3 separate regions of the Zea mays genome follow, and all the other regions are linked to region 1. A link is a contact called in public Hi-C data. All regions are on one chromosome and are shown on one strand. Each heading gives the region's core, a stretch centred on a gene start, on an enhancer-like site or on the middle of the called end of the contact. The rest is flanking DNA. Distances are from core to core; before and after follow the strand shown. Region 1 has its middle 42 kb from the start of LOC115032955. Region 2 has its middle 23 kb from the start of LOC100282244. Region 3 holds the start of LOC100283500.

Region 1 (3,219 bases), core at 31-2,530:
ACGCTTAGTGTTGCCCCGAAACCCTAATCCAAAGACAAGGACCCTATCTCCTAGGCGGCGGTAATGGCGAGTGGACTCCTCCACCACTAAAAGCAGGCTAAGCCCGTATGTCTCCTAACCCTTTCTGTTTGTGTGTTCACGTACGGTGAGCACATATATAGATCCACTCTCTATTTATATATACCTAAGTACCACGGATTGACTAATCTGGACACAGTACGATCCTTAGAGTCTACAAATCTCTCTCTAGGACACTGCCCAGTAGTAAGAATTGTGAGCACGAAGGGCTTCAGATGTTAGCCGAATTTCGGTCCTCATGAGGTCATATATGTGCGTTGACGATGGATGGACCATGGACCAAACCATATACCCACTTCAGGTTCAGGACCAGCAGTCACAAGTGAGATCTCCTTCGGGGGTCAGACGGCGTCCGCCTCCGCAGCTGAGAGGCCTGGCATGAGGGTCGACGGCGAGACCCTCGCGCAGAACAGGGACAGCGCGATGCAGCGGTCCAGGGAGAAGAAGGATCCATGAACTCATCTTGACTTGACCCTTACCTGCCAACTGCGGCAGTTAACAACGGATTGCTACAGTTCACTCATCACATGTCTGTCCGTCACTGGTGTGCGTGCAGGTACGAGTCGAGGAAGCGGGTGAAAGGGCGGTTCGTCAAGTTGACCGAGGTGCAGTGGCAATGGGGGCTACTACTATCTGGAGGATACATATATGCCCCTGTTTGTTTGGATTTTTTCAGCTTCTGGCTACCAAAAGCTGCTGCAGATCACCAAACGCCCCAGCTTTTCAGCCAGCTTCTATAAGAATCGCTTAAATAAAAACCGTCCAAAATCAACATAAACACAAAATCGGTCGAATCGTCATGATAGTAGGAATCTGTTGCTTTCTAGATCCTGAACCCTTTGGACCACTTCATCTTCCTCCGCACGTAATCCACACAATACTCAGATTCTCTCTACAGCCAGATTCTCTCCACAGCCAGATTCTCAGAAAAGCTGGTCAGAAAAAAGCTGAACCAAAAAGGCCCATAGGATGCTGTCGCCGGAGTCGCTACGCAGTACTGAGCCAAGTTTCCGGATGGAGCAATCGTACGTGTGGCCATTGACATTGAAGCACACGCGGTACTGCTTGCAAATGCAAGAGAAGAAACCCCCGGCCCTCTCCCTCCTGGTCCTGGTGTTGTCAACAGAACAGTAATGTGTAGCTTACACTGTGTATATACAGCACTGATTTACTAGACGGCCAGATGGGCCGCAGGCAGGCCTGAGGCATGATAGTAGTACCGTGGCACGGGCCCGTGCCAGTACGAGAGCCGTGTATGTAGGATCGGTCCGATCCGCCATAATTATATTTTCTTTTTATTTTAAAATTATTCGTCATGCAATGGCAATGTCTATGTCGGTCTTCCGCCTGAGCCGCTTCTAGCTGGGCCGTCGAAGGCTGAAGCCCTGGCACATGCCTAGGCTAGGCTGGTTGGGCTGAGCCTCCGCCACTTCCCATATCTTATGGTGGGCTTGTCTCTAACGTTAACTAACTTTTTATAGTATTTGAACTACGGGGACCCATGTATCTGGCTTGTAGACCGATGAATAAATCATATATTCTCTCTAATATTAGGAAAAAATCATCCTATGACAAAACTATGGTTATAATATAAATAAGATACCTCTTTACCAACAAATATATCAAAAGCCTAGTGAAATAAGAAACTTTACCAAATCCTTAGGTCATTGTTGCAAACCATTCGTATTTTAGTTTTTTTAGCCAGCTCGCGAGTTAAGCTGGCTCTCTCGGGCCACAAGGCTCAGCTCAAGATTGTTCTAAGTTTTTTTTCCAAGCATAGTTTGAGGTCTGTTCGCTCGTCTTTTTGGCTATTTTCGTAATTTATTCATATTGGGTCAATGGTAGCGTGCTAACGAACCGTACAGTGAAGTATTTTGTTCTTGTTATATCCGGCCGTTTCGTTTCTACCATCTTGAATCCCTGCTGGTCGTACGTGTTAATAATTAGCCACAGTTTAGTACTTTAGCAGCAGTAGTATGCAGGGCACATGCAACGTGTCAGTCTGTCCGCCGAAACATGTCCGCAAAATTAACCTCACACCTATATTTCATATATATATATATATATATATATATATATATATTATTCGTAACGCAGTAGTAATTATAACGAGGCAACTTTAAGAGGGACAATATCAACTTAGGGCTAGTTTGGGAACCACATTTTTCCATAATATTTTCGTTTTTCAAAGAAAATTAGTTCATTTTACTTAGGAAAACGGAAATCACATGGAAAAATAGGCTTCCCAAACTAGCCTTTAAGTGACAAAATACTAATTATTTCTACATTACACACTAGTTGTCCAGTAATGATCTAACAAACATTATATGTGTGTATCATTACATGTCCGTTTAGATATCGTGGTATACTACTGCGAAGGAACTAATTAAGATGAATCACTAATCATCTGGGTGATCGACTACTGCCTGTGTGTCGTGCGCTGGGAAGCGGGAGAGGCCGGTGGCGACGGCGAGGGCGGCGAGGGCGACGAAGGCGAGCGCGAGGGAGACGGCGCCCCTGTCGCAGTAGAGGCGGTAGAAGCGGCACACGGCGAACCACCCGCTGGCCTCGTTCCCCCACATGGCCACCGACCCGATCGCGCCGGCGCCGGCGGTCGACGCCGCCTGCAGGTTCACCGAGAACTGCGGCATGCGCGTACAAAAACAATAATAAATATATCAGCAGTTAGATTACATGATACGAGCACATGCATTTAGATTAGATTAGATGGCAGCCATGAACGAAGAGAAGAATAACGTCGTAACCGTATACGTATATGTATACACGTATGCGTACCTGATCCATGTGGTGCAGCCAGTGCTTGCTGGCGAGCTTCTTGGCGTAGACGGCCGTGAGCAGCGCGTACGCGGCGCAGGCGAAGTTGATCGCCACGAACGCCCTGCAATGACGAACAAAGCCAAGTTTTAGCTTCGCCGCGATCCCGACGATATGCATGTAGCGATGAACTAATGATCTGGGTATATGTATACGTACTCCCAGACGGCGAACATCTTGAAGGTGACGGTGATTCCCCAGCGGTCCTGCCGGTTGGTGACCACGACCACGGCGGCCGCGAGCGACGCCGCGAACGCCAGCAGCCGGAGCGCTACCGTGGTTCTGGTCCTGACGTAAGCGGTGGCG
Region 2 (3,401 bases), core at 111-2,610, 570 kb after region 1:
TTTGAACCTCTAGTGTTAGGGACCAGTAGAAATAATTTTTTCACAAGCGGATAACTGAGAACCGCTAGTGGAAATCGATTTCCACTAGTGGTTCAGTTAAGACAACTGTCGTTGGAAATCGATTTTCACTAGCAGTCAATGTAATAAATTCGGCAGTATAAATAATTTGCAGAACACATAAAATGAGTTTTAAAATTAGCAACAAAAGATTAATTTGGGGACATCCTGTCTGTTACAAGTCACGTCATTTTTCGTGCAAAATTTGAGCGCTACGCGACTGCGGGACCTGCGACCTCACCCTCACACGTAGCCTCTTCTACTACTTCACCCATCACTTAGCTTGTGTCTAAATAGCAATTTTTTGCCCACATATTAGAACAAACCGAGTATATATTGGTTGTTTGAGGCTGTAAACGAATTCAAACGAAAAACTTGTCAGCTACAAAGTTTCATAACTTTTAGAGTTCTACAAATTTTATTTTGTTACTTTTTTCATCCTAGGTGGTTTGCAAAATTTGTATTTTAATATTTGTCAAATTCAGATGCAATTTTGATAGGCCAAATGATTTCAAATGAAAAAGTTAAAAACTACAAAGTTTAATTGCTTTTGGAAATCTACAACTTTTATGTTGATGATTTTTTTGCAATCAAGGCGATTTCAAAAACTTAAAAAACGATTTTAGATTATTTCTACTGGCGGGTTTTAAAGAAAACCGCCAGTAAAAAGAATGTATTTTGACTGGCGGAACGGCAAGTAAAAACGTGTTTCCACTGACGGTTTTTTTAGTTGGGCGGACATTTTATTTCGCTGACGTTTGATAACCAAAACCATCTAAAAAAAGTATACTCTACCACAGGTTTAGAGCTTTTTCTACTGGTGTTGGTTGCTTGCTGGTTTGAGTGCTTTGCTGTATTTGTCGGTTATATATCATCGAAAACATCTGCCTACCGTTTGGCTTGTGAGATACTCATTTGTCATTTTGTTTTCATTGTCTTTGAGACCTTAAATGAAGGTTTAGGAAGCAATCCAAGATTGTCTACAACATAAATTTGTATTGGCTTTTATTCAGCCCTCCCCCCGTCGCAAAATTCAGTCCCTCGGTTATGTACTCTAGTATCCTAGAAAAATGGTGATAGGGGCGCCGCAAGATTATCTTGGTCATTGGATGTTAATCTGATGGCCAAGATCAAAATCCCCCCATGAGTGTCTTGATCCGAAACTCCAGGTTCTAGAACTATGAAGCAATGCAAGCAACGCAAGAAAACTAGGAAAGTACCGTGGCAAGTACGCACGTACACGATCAAGAGTACAGATTACAAACTCTGGCCATCTCCCACAACTGAAATTGCGGCTACCTTTTGCTCGTCCTATGTTCAGACACGGCGGCAAGGAAACGACAGGGGAAATAAAGTTTTTTTCTTTCCTTCTACCGTTTCTTTTACATAAAAAGTTTGGTTATCTGGTCTAGAGAGGCAAGTGCAGTCCAATTAATAATACACAGTTTGGTTGGATTGGATTGGTCAAAGGGATTGCTTCCGAGTGGGAGCAGAATATGCGGTGGTGACAAGTAGAAAGCTCAGTTATCTTTTCAGCTAGCAATGCTTTCTGAAACCCCTTCCTCAATATCTCTGATGCCAGTTACCACATTGTTTTACCTGCTCTGCTCTAGCTAGAGTCTAAACTCTGAAACATGTTAGATCTCCTCATCTTTCGCTGCATATTTTTATCCTGTTGTCAAACAAATTAGAGAAGCATGCAGCTACAAAGAGATAAGACAAACTTTGTATAATAGTTATGCAGGCTCAATATATTCTTTGTCCTATAGATCCTAGGGATTGGCTTGCCAATCTTGTTTTGCCTAGTATACTACAATATTTTGTGTCAGTTCAGGGAGGCTGAAGTTTCTGAGATAGTTGCCAATACAAGCAGGTTGTGTGTGATTCCCGTTGCCATTAAAGAAATGGACCAAGGTGACAAGGTTTTCGTCTGCGCGCGAACACGGTTTCAGTAGAAAACTGAAGATAGATCTTCTCTAACTAACCAATCACCAGTTCATCATAGTTGAAATTTTTTTTTTTTTTGAACGTAATGGCAGGAGCTCTGCCTCTCAATTAAGAAGAATAGAATTGATCCAATTTTAAGAAAAACCGGGCCCAAAACCTACACAGAGCGCATAGTAGAAAAACCGGCGAACGAGCTAACAAACAACCTAGATAACGTTGTTTGTTAGCTCGTTCGCCGGTTTTTCTACTGTGCGCTCTGTGTAGGTTTTGGACCCGGTTTTCCTTAAAACTGGGTCAATTCCATTTTTCTTAATTGAGAGGCAGAGCTCCTACCATTACGTTCATCATAGTTGAATTGTCAGGCTCTTATAGCCTTAAACAAGTGGAAGAGTCAATTGTGCAGCACCAGAAGCTGTTACTTCGCTTCATGCGTCGTAAAGTAGCACTGTATTTTCCGTTCCCTTGTGCAACAGTTAAGCAGGCTGCAATCTAGTGCCTAGCAGAATAATTTAATTTTTAGGACTTTTAGTGCTTAGGGTTAAAATTCCTTCTTTTTTTTAAAATACAAATTAATGTTTATCCATGACAAGATACTATACTTTTAAAGTTGACAATGACATGCATGCAGGGTCAACCGTCAACACAGAGCCTACAGCTCATTGGGGTGCAAAGTTGGGCAAGGGGGAGCCTTTTCCTTGACGCAGGAGCTATAGACGTACACGAGCTCCTGAACCTTCTGTCCTCGCCGAAAACGTCGTCGATCGCATTTGGTTTTCAGCGCGTAGTTGAAAAACACGGGTCAAACGTTCCAAAATGATGATCTTTCAGCTTCTACACCTAAAAAGATACGCACTACTGCTTTGCGTTCAAGCTACACTTCTTTATCTACGTATGTTTGTTAATATAATACTATAATAGCCTTTTCTTGCCGACCTCGTCTGAAGTGCTCTTGCCTAGAACATGTCAACGGCGATCTTGTCGATCGTGGTCAGAACTAGAGAATGTAGATTGTTCCATACCTGCAACCTGAAAAGCCTGAAACCCAGTTTCAGAGATGGACTTCTTAATTGTGTGTAAAGGAATAGTGTGCGATGTGCACATGTAACCATATCTCAGGTCAGAGAATAAGGACAGGGTTGTTATGCAGAAGCTGGACTGCCCAAGCAACATGTAGTTTCAGCACTAGGCAAGTATTGTTAACAGAACCCACACAACAGATTGACCATGGTTGACAGCAGCAAGGCACAGGCGCCACAAGAGAGAGAGAGTAGGGAGAGAGAGAATAGGGAAACCCCGCTATGGATGGAAGAAAATTATGGACGGTAGGTCCGTAAGGTCTTAGATGAGCGGACCTTGCTTCAGATGCATACGGGTGGCTATTTTTTTTATTGTATGGC
Region 3 (3,444 bases), core at 683-3,182, 590 kb after region 1:
CATTTTGTTATTTTAATTTAGTTGTTTCACTACTACATTGCAACCATCAGTATCATGCAGACTTCGATATATGTCATGATTTGCATGGTCTCATTATTGGAGAGCACGTGTCACACCTGCCGGTAGAAGTTCCGTCGTACATCGTTAGTCATCAGGCACGCACCACCATACACGCTTGCTTAAACAAAAAATGCAAGTGTGTGTTTGCGAAGAGAATTAAAGGCAGACCGGCACAAAAGGTACCCCAACGATGGCGAGTGGTCATTGTTGTCGGTCCACCTCTGCTCACCTACGGTGTCGAGATGACGCCACAATCCTTGATATAATAGTCGTCGAACGCGCGCGATATGGTGAGTACCGATCACTCTTGGCTGGGCTGTCAAATGAAGTGCACCCCGGGCTCATCAGCGAGGTAGTACACCTGGTCGTTGCACCACCGGATGTGCTACTCCTCTACATACATCTTGTTCGAGGACACTCACACAACAACAACAATGGTCATCATTCTAGCGCACAAGAATTCATGGTCGGACAGTAGCGACTTACGTGGCAGGTTAGGCTTCAGGTGGATGATGAGCTAGACGGCGTGATGGCGTCGTCGTAGGTTGCGATGCCCAGAACAACCCGAGAGTCGTCGACATTGGCGACGACCATGAGGTCCCCATGTTTGACGATGGACAGCGCGGTGCAGTTGCTCTGGACCACGTCCAAGCGGCGGCTGCGCCGGAGCTTGCCGTACACAGCGACGCATGGGCCATGTAGGACTGCTTCTAGAGTTCGAACTGGCAGTCGCCAAGTTTCTTCTCGTCGTCGGTGAGCGACGCCAACGCGAGCGCCTCGTGCTAGTGGTGTTTGTTCGGGGTTTCCAAGTAAGAAACATGGATTCATGTTTGACATTGGTTTATGAAAATGATTTATAAGTTAGATCCATGAAAAAATATTATGGAGAATAAATGTTACACATGCAAAAAAAAGTATTTAAGTTGAAAACATTATTCAAACAAAAGAAATTGCATGCAAGACTCTTCTTTAAATACTACTCCCTCAATCCAAAAATATAATTTAATAATCTCAGTGATACTTATCTACTACTACACATTGTGCAAGGGTAGCATGTGGGCTTCGGGAGAGATGTATTATATGTTTTTACTATAATAGATGTAGACATAAACACACATGTGGTGTGGTGGTAGCTACAAACACATTTATTTGAGAAGTCGTGGGTTCGAATCCCCTTGGAGCCTGTTTTTTTAATTTAATTTTAGCTAGGCGTGGGATGCACGTGGTAATGAGAATAGACTTTGTGGGAGGGAAAATGAGAAAGACACGTGATAGCCGGGAATGGAAATGTGAATGGGCTTTGCAGGGAGGGTGAATGAGAAAGACAGGCAGCTGGGAATGAGAATGAGCTATAGGTAGTAGAGATTTAATACTCATAATTATTATTTAATTATTAATATTCAAATATTTGATGTGAGAGAGACTAACTTTTAGTTGGGTGAAATAAAACACCTCTTATTGATCGTTATATTATTCTGATAACCAGAATTGGCTTTTCATCTTTGTTTTTCACCGCTAAATGTTTGGTAGTCCGTTTCTATGAAAACGACCTGACAGGAGGAATCAGTTGCTTGCCTAAATATTACTGACCCTTTTATCTTTCTCGTAATAACTAGATTATACACGAATCTAGATTTTCAAAAGGCTCTTCCCAAAAAATTATACCAAACACACCCTTTATCACTCCGGTATACGTTCTTTATTGTATACAGAAGTGATTTGAGGCATGTGATTTCTCGGCCCAGGTCCAACTGCAGCCGAGCGGGAGGTTGGTCCACGACTCCAGAAGAACATCCGGGCCCACCACTCCGGACAGCCGACGGCAACCGCTGCTACGCGCACCCCGAGACGTCCTCCACCCTGCGCGCGCGCAGGCGCTGAGGCGCAGACGAGCCGAGCCAAGCCGCGAGACGGGACACACACGAGCGCACGTCCCGAGGCCAACTCGAGAGCGTGGAGAGTCGAGAGCCCACCACCCGCGACCTAACCCGGTGACCTCTCTCCCCTCCCAGGCTCTCCCACCCACCTTTCTCCTCTCCTTCATTCCTCCCCGTCCCGCGTCGCGTCCCACGCCGCCGCACCTCCGCGGCAGCGCTACTCCTCGCCGTGACGTCGGGGAGGCCTCGCTCGGGGGAGGGCTGCCTGCCTGCCTGGCTGGGTGTCAGTCGGCCGTAGAGGAGGAGGGGGGCGGAGGAGCTTGATCTGGGGCACCTGCCCCCCCTCCCCTGCGCCGTCGGGATGTACATGCCGCCGCCGCCGCCCACCGGCGGCGCCGGCGAGCAGCCTAGGCTTTACCAGGTCTGGCGGGGAAGCAACGTAAGAAATTTCTACCTGCCACCCGCTCTTCCTCTCCCCATATGCAGTGATCCGTGAGATGTTGATGGAAGTGTAATAATCGATTTTGCTCAGTACCTGTTGGGCTGTTGGTACTGTGCGGATGCGTGGGCGATTGCTTGATTAGGGAATTCATTTACGGTCCTGGTCCATGTTGTTGCTGTAGCTGCTGTGGTGGGAGTCCCGGTATGCAGGGTGGAACAGAAGGGAGGGCGGATTTTGTGTGCTTTATATTGTAGGTCAGGAAAACGATGAGTAGCTCATGCCCTGGACGGTTCTGTGAGCTTAAACCTTGAAATGTAGGTACCTACTACAAAAACACACACACATAGTTATTCCCATATATACATAGTAGCAGAAAACGGGTCGAAGGCAGTGACTCTGAACGTCATGGGGTGACCCCTGACGCCGACCCTGGGTACATGGGGTGATTTCTGACCTTGACTTGTTATCTTGCAATTAGCGCACCACGTTTCTCGAGACCTTGACTAAGGAACATTGCGACTATGGTTGCGCCATAATTTTTTAGTTATATGAGAGGAATAATTCCTTGAGCAGGATGTTCAGTAGAAATGTAGAATTCCGTTGGAATTGTTTTGTACTTGTATACCATCAGCAACTTAATGATGGCATCGGCCTGTAATGTATAGTGCATCTTATTTGTAGTGCCTAACTAGTAGGGATTTGAAATGGTTTATGAGGTTTTTTGGTGAAAAATGAAATGGGCATCTATACAAAGTCAAGCCATAAGATAAAGGCTGCCACGTGGAAACCTCAGTTCTTGAGTTACTGTTTCTTTGTTGTCATGTGAAGTATAATCATCCTTTGTTGTTGTTGTTTTTGACGAAAACAGGAGGGGATGAGGATTCCCCTACTGTAAGTTTATGTATAATCACCTTTGTTGTTGTACCCTGATCCCTTCGTGCCAGCAATTAGAAACCATAAAAGGAAGCAGGTAACAGGCTGCAGCACCAGTCTGGCATGAGATACATGAGTTCACTGGATTGGAGATGGTCCATCAGAATTGGAATGTTTTGGTTTATATGCTTC

The links. A called contact is a pair of places that touch in the nucleus more often than the background predicts.
Region 2: a Hi-C map of leaf shows a contact between it and region 1, with 2.6 times the contacts expected there. The contact joins two enhancer-like sites. A contact is called at or near these places in 2 of 25 Hi-C or Micro-C datasets (ear and leaf).
Region 3: a contact with region 1 is called in a Hi-C map of ear, with 4 times the contacts expected there. The contact joins the promoter of LOC100283500 here to the enhancer-like site in region 1. A contact is called at or near these places in 2 of 25 Hi-C or Micro-C datasets (ear and tassel).

Annotation. Positions count from the first base shown.
Region 1 is chr4:49,562,727-49,565,945 of Zm-B73-REFERENCE-NAM-5.0, reverse strand. No RefSeq gene overlaps it. Among protein-coding and RNA genes, the nearest start is that of LOC115032955, 42 kb to the left of the region's middle. Within about 2 kb of position 1,280, at least 18 of the 20 cell types and tissues checked have an H3K27ac peak or open chromatin away from gene starts, as enhancers often do. A contact at or near this core is called in ear, leaf and tassel, where this site is marked.
Region 2 is chr4:48,996,575-48,999,975 of Zm-B73-REFERENCE-NAM-5.0, reverse strand. No RefSeq gene overlaps it. Among protein-coding and RNA genes, the nearest start is that of LOC100282244, 23 kb to the right of the region's middle. Within about 2 kb of position 1,360, at least 8 of the 20 cell types and tissues checked have an H3K27ac peak or open chromatin away from gene starts, as enhancers often do. A contact at or near this core is called in leaf, where this site is marked.
Region 3 is chr4:48,968,556-48,971,999 of Zm-B73-REFERENCE-NAM-5.0, reverse strand. LOC100283500 reads left to right here and starts at 1,932. Exons shown (of 5, transcript NM_001156400.2): 1 at 1,932-2,376. The coding sequence starts at 2,299.